Regions from separate parts of the Sus scrofa genome. Here region 2 is linked to region 1. A link is a contact called in public Hi-C data. All regions are on one chromosome and are shown on one strand. Each heading gives the region's core, a stretch centred on a gene start, on an enhancer-like site or on the middle of the called end of the contact. The rest is flanking DNA. Distances are from core to core; before and after follow the strand shown. Region 1 holds the start of ZBED3 (zinc finger BED domain-containing protein 3). Region 2 holds the start of WDR41 (WD repeat-containing protein 41).

Region 1 (6,107 bases), core at 3,339-5,838:
GGCCTGCAGTGGTTGACGGTGCATGGATGCCCAGAAACCACAGCAAAATGCAGGAAGGTGGCTAATGCAGTCTGTAAAGGGGCTGAAATTCTGTGATCAATCCATCTACCATGTCTTCCTAAGAGTTCTGAGAAATAGACATTGATTTCTAATGCCTGCCGGAGAACTCCCGTAAGAAGAGAGCCATTTCTTTCTGCTACCAGGGTCTCTCTCTCACCCCGGTGACCTAGAAGAGGTCACCTGGGGAGCACTGCGCTGGAGAGGTGGGTGCCACAGGGATGTTGGCCTCCGAGCAGCAGCCCAGGCTCCTCATGTACACTAAGGCCAGGATGTACAGCAGGGAGACATAGGGACCACAAACCACTCTGCAGTTACACCTGCCAGCTCCGTCATCCATTCCGCCACTTATAACTTTCTGCTTCATAATGAATTGGTTGAATCTTAAAAATATTTCAGGCTTGGCCCACAAGATTGCAATATTGGTCGACCTGTCTCCAGGCTGGTTTTTTCCCAACACATTCCATATACGTCCTCAAAGTGGTGTACCGAAAATATAAATCATACTATAGAACGCTCTTGCTAAGAACTGCCTCCAGGATAAACTCCACACTTGCCTCATTATGTTTCAAGCCAAATGAGACTTGAACTTATATAGAATTATAGCGAAAATGTCAAGGTTCAAAGATAAGTTGTCGTGAGCTGTGGTGTAGGTGGCAGACGGGGCTATGAGCGGCTGTGGCTGTGGCTGTGGCGTAGGCTGGCAGCTGCAGTTCCTAGCCTGGGAACTTCCATATGCCGCAGGTGCGGCTCTAAGAAGCAAAAATCAATCAACCAACCAATTTTTTTAATAAGTAAATAAATAACTCCGTTAGGTCTCCAAGCCAAAAGCCAACCAATGAAATCATCATAAAGTAACATTTTTTTTACATGAAATCACAGAAAATCATAAAGTTAAAAAAATGAATTAGTTAGGTCTGAAAAAGCCTAGAGGTGAGTTTGAAAAATAGTTCACCATGTGGGAATAACTTTTGTTACAATCACAATTATAAAGACAAGACATTATTTGAAAGGCATACAATTACTTATAGTTAAAAAAATAAAGCCTCTTTATTTTGGCTTACATTTCCTTTATTATTCTCCCTGCTCCTCTAGTCCTACTTCCTATGATTACCTCTCAAACTACCTGCATCCCAGTTTTCATCCTAGTCACTGCAATTGAGGGAACTCACACTAAAAACGTAGGTACCAGAGTGACCCCAGAAAGCAGAAACTTAAGACCTCTAAACCTCCAAACCTCAAGCTGGGATTCTGGAACTGGATTATTTACCCTTCAGATGGTAACAAAGATCCCATTTCTAATGGTAAGTGGTAAGCCTTTGTATGGCGTTAGGATGAAGACTCTCACTGTGGAGTCAGTGGGTAACGAACCCAACCAACTAGGATCCAGGAGGATGTGGGTTTGATCCCTGCCCTCACTCAGTGGGTTAAGGATCCAGCGTTGCTATGGCTGTGGTGTAGGCCAACAGCTGTGGCTCTGATTTGACCCCTAGCCTGGGAACCACCATATGCCACGGGTACGACCCGAAAAACCAAGGAAAAAAAAAGATTCTTACCTATGATGGAATAAGATGAGGTACAGATACAAGGGGGAAATAGTGGTTTATTTAGTAGCTTTGGCTGACCCTGTAGAGTACACACATCCAGAAGCAGCGAGCCTAATAGACCATTAGAATAGCCAATTAAAGTTTCAGCTAAGGTGCCATTTGGGGAATAGTATCTTATGGGGCTGGGACGCTGTCATCCAGGTTAAATTGTATACATTAAATCAATGATTTATGGGTCTATTGCCCTGAGAGCCAGAATACCCGGGTCCTCAACACTGTATATGCTTTCGAGCCCCACGAAACCTGGATCCATATTGTATCTATTAATGTAGCATCAAAAAGTAGTTAGATCATACCCTTCTTTTCCTAATCCTCAGCTCCTCAAATTACCTTCCAGCTTTTCTCTAGGTCAGCTAAGCTGCAAGCAGCTGCTACCCACTGCTCTCAGCCCCACTCAAAGAATAATTCTGAGAAAGCCCCTACAGCTAAAACACGTTCTCAGACAGCTTTTCACCCCCACACTCCCCATTCCTGCAACTCTGTTTGATTGGCGGGGGTGGGGGGGGCGACTTTTATTCCCCCCACTTTCTCTCTTGTCCTTTTCCCTCCCTCCTTCCCCCCTTCCTGCCTTCTTTCCTTCAGACACTGCCAAAGGTGCATATAGTTAAGGAAAAAACGAAGTAATACAGGGAATCAGGACAAAAGAAAAATATAAGTAGGAAATAAAATATAAGTAGGAAAAGCTGACTATGTGGAACAGGTTGGTATGTGCTACGAGTTAAACTGTGCCTCCCCGCCCCCCAGAAAAGATATGTTGAAGTCCTAACCCAGGCCACCTCTGAATGTGCCCTTACTTGGAAGGAGGGTTTTTGCAGAAGTAATTGAGTTACGATGAGCTCCATCCTGATGTCCATCTAAGAGGGAAAATCAGACAGACACACACATGGAGAATGTCGCAGGACAACAAAGGCAGACATTGGAGCAAGTATGACTATAAACCAAGGATTACTGGCCACCACCAGAGGTAGGAAAAGGCAAGGAAGGATTCTTCCCTATGGGTTTCAGAGGGAGACAGCCCTGCTGGCACTTTGATTTCAGACTTGTAACCTCTCTCTGTGAGAGAATAAACTTTGGTTGTTTGAAACCACTTACTTAGTGGTACCCTGTCACAGCAGTCCTAGGAAACTAACGGAGTAGGCATCCTGTATTTGATTCAGCCTTCCTGGCAGCTAAAACCAGGAAACAGTGCATTGCATGAAACAGTGCCCACAGGATTCGAAAGTTCCATTTGTTAATAGGATGCAGAGCTTTTCATGACATGAGAGATCAAAGGAAGGTCTTCTCTCTGGGTCCTACAGAAAAAACACTGGGATATAGTGGACAACTGTAGTCAATGGCACTATGACACTGGACCTGAGAATGAATTTTATGCAGCTATGCCCTAGAGTCCCTCACTGAAGGCAGACGGCATAACCCCAAGGGAAAGCACATTAAAAGCACTAAGAAGAACAAGAAGGGAAAGAAGAGACATTACTACCAAGCTTACAGAAATAAAAAAAACGAATACTAAAAAAAAAAAATTTTTTTAAGTGGAGCACTATGCAAAACTGTACATCAACACATTGGATGACTTGGATAAAACAGACAAATTCCTAAAAAGATACAATCTGCCAAACTGTTTCAAGCAGGAACAGGGCAATCTGAATAGATCTATAACCAATGAAGACACTGCATTAGTAATCTGAAAAACTACCCATTAAAAAACAAAACAAAACTATAACCAATGAAGAGTTTGCATTAGTGAAAAACTAATGTTTTTCACAAAGTAATGTGAAAAACTATCCATAAAAAAAAAAAAATCTCAGGCCAAATTCCTTCCTTGTTGAATTCCACCAAGCCTTTAAAGGAGAATTAATACCAGTTATTCACAAACTCTCCCAAAAAAGAGAAGAGGAAGGAATACTCCCAACTCATTTTACAAGGCTATATTACTCTGAGGGCCAACCAGACAAAAACAACCCAGAAAAAGAAAACTACAGCCTCAAAGCACATACAGGAAGGACGTACCAAAAGAGAGTGATTCAAGTACACTGCTCTATAATTTCATGTCTTTAAGGCAATCCCCAAATAATTTTCTCAAACTGGGTTTTTGCCAAGGAGTAGACAGCAGATTTCAAGGCTAGATTCTTCTGGCAAGAATCTGAAGAGAAAACATCCTGCATTATCAGCTAAATACAGGTCCTTATACTTTGTCAACTTCCAGGGCTGGGGACAGAAATGAGATCCTCTTATTTATTTATTGTTAAATTCATGATTACAAGGGAACTGCTACTACCAAAACAAGGACTGAAGTGTGTTTTTCTTGCTGAAATTTGAACAACAAATGTGGGCCGAAGAAGAAGAGTTATAAGATATTTTAGGATATTTTCTAATTTGATTTAAATTTTAATTTAAAACTACAAGAAAGAGATTTCAGATTATAAAAAAAAGTTCAAGCATTGAATTAAACAGAGAAGAGACAGCATCTTTTTCTCTGGACTTGAAAAATAAATCCAAAACACATCTTGTGAGCATAATGAACATAATTCCAGGCGTCCAATACCCTTTTTAGGTTAAATGCTGCTACTTTTAAGAAGATGTGGCTGTTTTCAGTTTAGTTTAGCACTTGAAGGTTTCCTCTTATAACATTTTTCACTTTCTTCCTGGAGGTGCATTGGTCTTACTGTCTCACTGGAGTGCAATTTTCTTGAGGGCAGGCATGGCCTCGAATTAAGACTCTTACTCATGTTAAGGATAGTGCTTTGCCCACAAGCAGCACTAACTAGAACTAATGAAAACAATATATGTCTCATTACATGGTCAGTTTAAGGTCAAATGGATTAAGGTACTCAAAGTGATTAAAGACTCTTGCTAAAAGAACTGTCAGGTTCAATAAACTTTAAAACTCTGTTTATGAATTAAACCAAGAATAAGAGGTAGCTTTAATCTGATTCATTTACACTAGGTAATTTTCTTTTCATCAGATGTCCACAGCTGTAAGTATGGACATCTTTTGGGAGAGAAGAAAAGTAATAACCAATAATAGTTACTCTTCATACTTTCCTTTTTAAAAAGGGATTACACAGGCTCTGCCTGTTGTCATTTGACTGGCGAGGCTTCCTTCTAAGAGGAATAGACTTTCTGGCCTCGAAGACCGCTCTGTCATGGGACTTGCTCTGGTCAACAGAACCTGAGCAGAATTGAGGCATGCAGAATGAGGGCTGGTTTCAGTTTTAAGAGAAGCATATGCCAGTGGTTTATAAGAGCTGATTGTTACATTTCCGGAAACTTGGCAAGCCACTTGTTAAACTCTAAGTAGCTTGAAATTCTCCAGGGTGAGAGTATGTACATCATAGAAACGGCAAACACTACAAAACAGGACTCCTCTTCCCTCAAAAATGCTTGCAGCATACGACGAGGGAGTGTCCCTAAAAAGTTGATCTTGCAAGCTGCAGCTTGAAATCCAGGACAGCGGGTGAGTGGAGCCAAAGCTGCCTGCAGCTGTAAGATGTAATTTGCTTGAGAAATGAACCTTTGCTTTTAGAAATCACTGAGTTGTGCGGGTTGTTTGTTACCTCAGCATAACCCTTCAAAAGCTGGCTGATACACCATGCCAGTGTTGCTAAGTTTTAGTGAACACCAATGAACCCTACCTTTATCTCTCCAGACCTTGGTTCAGGAGATTTCTCCTAACTTGTGCCATCACACACCTTGAACCTGAAAGGATGCAAACTACACTCAGAGACTCAAGCCTGGGAATCTGGGTCTTGCAAGGTTAACAGAAAGATATAAAACAGTAATTCCATTAAAAAAAAATCACTAAGCTACTGCGTCATTTTTAAACCTTGGCAAACACAAGGCTGTGGCTTGTGGACCTGGATCGTTTGGGAGTGAGTGCCAGCCCTTTCAAGGGCAGGTCACATGTTACCGGCCCTCCTTCCCACCCCAGAAGCAGGAATGGAGCGCTGTGTCTTTAAGGGGGACACGGCGGAGGTTTCCGCACAGGACAAAATGTCTGCGAGGATCCTGGAGGGGATCGGCGATCCCAGACTCCCAGCCCACCTCCCGCTTCGGGGGTGATGGGGTGAGTGTGGGCTGCGAGAGACTCGAGGCGGCACGTGCCCACGGGGAGGCTGGGGGCTCCCGGAGGCCAGGTCGGGGTCGCGGCGGGATGGGGGCGGGAGGCTTCTCCGGGTCTGGGGGCAGCAAAGTAAGCCTGGGCTCGGGGGCCGCAGAAGCACGGGCTTGCTCGTGCACCGGGTGCCGGGGTGCCCTCCGCGGTGGCCAGATGGTGGTTCTTGTAGAAGATGCACTTGGACCCAGGTTTCAGGCCCCGTTCAGGTTCTTTCTGCATCTCGTTTTTTTCTCCTTCTCCACAGTCTCCCCGCAAAAAAGTTATTCAGGAATATCGAAAAGCGTGTGCTCGCCCTTTATTAAAGTTGCCTCATTGCAGCTAGTCCTTTT
Region 2 (5,682 bases), core at 1,971-4,470, 420 kb before region 1:
AGTAACAGCTGGAATTGAAACTGTGGTTAAAAAACTTTCAACAAACAAAAGTCCAGGACTCAGCTCCACAGGCACATTCTATCAAACATTTAGGGAAGAGTTAACACCTATCATTCTGAAACTCTTCTCAGAAATTCCAGATGAAAGAACACTCCTGAGCTCATTTTTCAAGGCCACTATCACCCTGATACCAAAACCATACAAAGGTACCACAAAAAATGAAAATTACAGGCCAGTATCACTGATGAACATAGATGCATAAATCCTCAACAAAATACTAGCAAACTGAATCCAGCAATACATTAAAAAGATCATACACCATGATCAAGTGGAGTTTATCCCAGGGCTGCAAGGATTCTTCAATATATTCAAATCAGTCAGTGTGATACACAACATTAACAAACTGAAGAAAAAAAAATATGAGTATCACAATAGATGCAGAAAAAGCTTTTGACAAAATTTAATGCTCATTTATGATAAAAATATCAAGAAAATGGGTATAGAGGGAACCTACTTCAACATAATAAAAGTCATATATGTTAAGCTCACAGCTAACATCATTTTCAACCATGAAAAGCTGAAAGCTTTTCTGTTAAAATCAGGAAAAAAGACAAGGATGTCCACTTTTACCACTTTCATTCAACGTGGTTTTGGAAATTCTAGCCATGGAAATCAGAAAAGAAAAGAAATAAGAGGGATCCAAAATGAAAAAGAAGAAGTGAAACTGTCACTGTTGGCAGATGACATGATATTATACATAGAAAACCCTAGAGATGCTACCAGAAAACTACTAGAGCTCACCAATGAATTTGGTAAAGATGCAGGATACAAAATCAGTACACAGAAATCTCTTGCTTTCCTATAGGCTAATGACAAAAGATCAGAAAGAGAAATTAAGGAAACAATCTCATTTACCATCACATCAGAAAGAATAAAATATTGAGGAATAAACCTACCTAAACAGGCTAAAGACCTGTACTCTGAAAACTAAAAGATGCTGATGAAAGAAACTGAAGATGACACAAACAGACAGAATGATATATACCAAGCTCTTGGATGGGGAGAATTAGTATTGTCAAAATGACTCTACTACCAAAGGCAATCTATAGATTGAATGCATTCCTGTCAAATTACCAATGACATTCTTCACAGAACTAGAGCAAAAATCTTAAAATCTGATGGAAACACTGGAGGCCCCAAATCCTTAGAAAGAAAAACGAAACCGGAGGAATCAGGCCCCCTGACTTCAGACTATACTACAAAGCTACAGTCATCAAAACCGAATGGCACTGACACAAAAACAGAGATATAGATAAATGCAACAGGACAGAAAGCCCAGAAATTAACCCACGTACTTATCGCCAATTAATTATGGCAAAGGAGGTAAGAATATACAATGGGGAAAAGACAGTCTCTTCAAAAAGTGGTGCTGGGAAAACTGGACAGCTGCATGTAAAATAATGAAATTAGAACACTTTCTAACATCGTATAGAAAAATAAACTCAAAATGGATTAAAAACCTAAATGTAGGACTAAATATAACTCCATGAGGAAAACATAGGTAGAACTCTCTTTGATATAAATTGTAGGAATATTTTTTTGGATCTTTTTCCTAGAGTAATGGAGACAAAAGCAAAAATAAACAAATGGGACCTAATTAAACTTAAAAGCTTTTGTACAGCAAAGGAAAGCACAAATGAAACAAAAAGACAACCTACAGCCTGGGAGAAGATACTTGCAAATGATGTGACCAGTAAGAGATTAATTTCCAAAATATACCAACATCTTATGCAGTTCAATATTAAAAAAATCAAAAAAAGGGCAGAAAACCTAAATAGACATTTCTACAGATAAGACATACTGATGGCCAAAAAATGTACATGAAAGGATGCTCAAAAGCACTATTAGAGAAATACAAATCACAACTGTAATAGAATAGCCATCATCAAAAAGTCTACAAATAACAAATGCTGGAGAGGGTATGAACAAAAGGAAACCCTCCTACACTGTTGCTGGCAGTGCAAATTGGTGCAGCCACTATGGAGAACAGAATGGAAGTTCCTTAAAAAACTAAAAAGAGAGTTGCCATATGATCAAGCAATCCCACTCCTAGGCATACATCTGGAGAAAACTCATAACATGAAAGGATACAAAGCAGCACTATTGACGATAGCCAAGACATGGAAGCAACCTATATGTCCACTGACAGATGAATGGATAAATATGTGGTGCGCTTGTGCATGCACGCATGCACGTGCGTGCACACACACACGAATATTACCCAGCCATGAAAAAGAATGAAATCATGCCATTAGCAGCAACATGGATGGAACTACAGATTGACATATTGAGGGAAGTAAATCAGACAAAGACAAATACCATATGATTTCACATATATGTGGAGTCTAAAAAATGATACAAATGAACTTATTTACAAAACAGAGTCACAGACTTAGAAAACAAACCTATGGTAATCACAGGGGAAACGGGGAGGGAGGGATAAATTAGGAATTTGGGATTTTAATAGATACACACTGTTATATGTATAATAACCAACAAGGACCTACTGTATAGCACAGGGAACTATACTCCGTATCTTTTAACAACCTATAATGGAAGCAAATCTGAAAGGAATATATTACATATATGATTCACTTCACATCCAAAACATTGTAAATCAACTATATTTAAATTTTAAAAGTCCAAAAAGTAGAGGATATGAAGTATCTTCTTTAGAGCGATTATGTTAGACAATATAGCATACAGTCAAGAGTACTAGTTTTGGAGCTTGGAGATTGGATGCCAATCTCAATGTAGCTACTTTGTAGCTGTTAGCCGTAGACAAACTACCTAAGCTTTCAGAGCTTTAGTTTCTTTATAAAATAGGGCCTATAGAGATATTACGAGGATTTATATACACAGTACCTGTACTACCAGCACACAGTAAATATTGGACAGATTTATTCTGGTGTACACGTGCCACTGGATTAGTCCAGATGCAAGGCCTACTGAAGGACACCTTCTCCAGCCAGCTCTTTTTAGGAAACAGTGGGAAGAGGGGATGGCTTTCTAGTTTCCAAGTTTCAAAAGCCATCCCGAAAGTGAGGTGAGTATTTTTGGCATGCGCTTGATTGCCAGACTCCAGGTGCTTCGCTACGTGCGCCCACCAGGGGCCGCTGGAACTACCCAAACTCTTTGCGCAAATCTGTCGACGCGACGCGCTTGCTCCCTTGGTGCTGTGCGCGCCTCTGAACCTCCGCTGACGCTAAAGCTTTCGGCTGCTGTTCTCCCTTACCCAGCCCTCTGTGGCTGGGTACGGCAGCGCTCTGAGGACAAAAATCTTCCCTCCTCCGTGGGCTCTGCTTTGCGCTAGTTTCTTGGGCGAATGTGAGGCTGAAAGTATTAGGGTCTCCACTCAGCTGCTACAGAGAGGTAGGAGGAGCCTGCGCCTGGCGCGGAGTTCGGGCTAACTGGGGCCTGCGCCCGGCGAGACGCCGTCGTTGCCCGGATGTTGCGCTGGCTGATCGGGGGAGGCCGAGAACCTCAGGGACTGGCCGAGGTAAATCCCTGGGTGGACCTTTCCTGCCACCGCGGAGGCCGAGCTTGCCCGAGTGGTGGCTTTCTGCCTGACTGGCTCCTGGGCCTGGACAAAGGAGACCCGGGCGGAGGCGGGGCCTGCGGTTTCTGAAGCCGAAGAAGGCGGGCTCCGCAGTGGTGTGGGGGCTCTTTCCCTGATAGTTAAATTTATGTTCTGAGAGGTGAGGAAACAGAAACCGACAGTGGTTCAACAGCAGGCTCAAAGATGCTCACCTATTCTCCCCTACTTAAACCAGTCTCATTTCAAGTTGGAAAGTATTTTCGTAGAGGCTAGCAAGTGGTGACTGCAGATGTACACCTTGGTTTATTTGATAGGTGTCACTTCCCAACATCAGTAGATGCTTTCTCAGGGAATATGAAATTAATTTGATTACTTTTACAAAAACCAGAAAGATATAATTGTTTTTTAAATTAATAACTTGTTTCAAAGTAAAAAAAATTCTAATTAACTGCTGTTTTGGCTTCTGTAGTCACACTTTCTTCATGGGCCTGAATAATTGAAGACTATAATGAGATTTACATTTGGAATGTTGCGAATAAAGTAATTTTGGAGCTTGAAAAGTGTTGAGGTCTGGAATTTATTTCATATGCCACCCAAAAATAGAATTTATGTTGAATTTTCTTTTATCTTTCATATGAAATATTTGTTTTCATTGTTTAAAAAAAGACGGATTGTTGTAAGCAGCCTTACTTCTCCATTTTAACTTCCTCATATCTTTGCAGTTGAGGCTTATTGTTTATTTTTTAAGAAATATTCTCGTTTAAAATTACACTAACTTCAGATAGGCTTAAGTTCTAAAGATTTTGGAAGAATTGTGGAAAGTAGACTAGTCTGTATACTAGTTCTGTATTAAACTGATTATTTGATTAATCATAGAATTTGATTAGCTAATTCTGCAGTGCTTGGCATGTTTTCATTTGGGAGAAGTAGTATACAGTTTTCAGATTCCTTGTTTTTGCTTTTCTCATCAGAACCACCACTAGAAAGATGTGATAAATAAATTACTCTTTTGAGGGTGATTTTTTAAAAATTTATGATGTACATTTTACAATTGCTTTGAATTTGTACATTTTCAGAATCAATGATTTTTTTTCCCTAGTTACCCAAGAAATTTGTATCTGGCTTCTAGTTTAAGTAGTGTTTCTCTGCTGGGATGATTTTGCCACTTAGGGGACATTTGGTAATGTCCAGAGACATTTTTGATTGTCATGATTGGGGAGGGTTGGATTTCTATTGGCATTTAGTGTGTAGAAGGCAGGGATCATGCTGAGCATCCTACAATGGGCAGGACAGACCTTAGCAAAGTAATTACCTGGTCTAAAAGGTAAGTAGTATGGAGTTTGAGAACCTACAGTTCAGAGGTTAAGAATGCAAGTTTTATTATGAAACAGTACTGTATTTGATTATAGAAATGGGGTTGATGAGACCTATGTTACAAAACTATTGGATGAGTTATATGTCTCATGTGCTTTGCAGTGTCTGGCATATGAACTGACATCTCATATACCTCACTGCCACACGTAAATGTTAGCAATTATCTTTATCAGTATTATTGCTCAAAGTGGAATTTATTGAATTCATTGACTCTAAATGATTTCATTTCTTTTTTTATTCATTCAGCAAACATGTGTTGAGTACCTTTAATGGGCTAGGCATTGTTTTAATCTACATTATATTTTACTCCTTGGATTTGCAATTTTGTTTCTGCCAAGTTGTAATTGAGAAACACCCATTCTAAAATAGTGTGTTGCATTGGCCCATTAATTTTTTAGGTCAGGATTACTAAGGAATAATTTCCGTAAAACAAATTCACCCTTTAAGACATTTATTCTGTTTCAAAATACTAAAATTTATGATGTGGATTTGTGGTAAGAGAAATGTTCTATGTTAAATTGGCAGTTAATATTAGGGGAAATAAAACATAGTATTAGAACATAATATCAAAGTTGTCTTGTGGTGCACCGGGTTAAGGATCCATCATTGTCACTGCAGTGGCTTGGGTCACTGCTGTGGTGTGGGTTGAGTTCCTTACACATGACATGGATGCAGCCAAAAAGGAAAAAAAGAATGTAATATCTTATAGG

What was found. A called contact is a pair of places that touch in the nucleus more often than the background predicts.
Region 2: a Hi-C map of brain shows a contact between it and region 1, with 5 times the contacts expected there. The contact joins the promoter of WDR41 here to the promoter of ZBED3 in region 1. A contact is called at or near these places in 2 of 47 Hi-C or Micro-C datasets (brain and embryonic fibroblasts) and 1 of 2 datasets of contacts at active chromatin or transcription factors (skeletal muscle).

Annotation. Positions count from the first base shown.
Region 1 is chr2:85,956,933-85,963,039 of Sscrofa11.1, reverse strand. It overlaps ZBED3 (zinc finger BED domain-containing protein 3), which reads left to right and starts at 4,588. Exons shown (of 2, transcript XM_021084473.1): 1 at 4,588-5,727. The coding sequence starts at 5,723.
Region 2 is chr2:86,378,157-86,383,838 of Sscrofa11.1, reverse strand. It overlaps WDR41 (WD repeat-containing protein 41), which reads left to right and starts at 3,220. Exons shown (of 12, transcript XM_013994930.2): 1 at 3,220-3,559. The coding sequence starts at 3,509.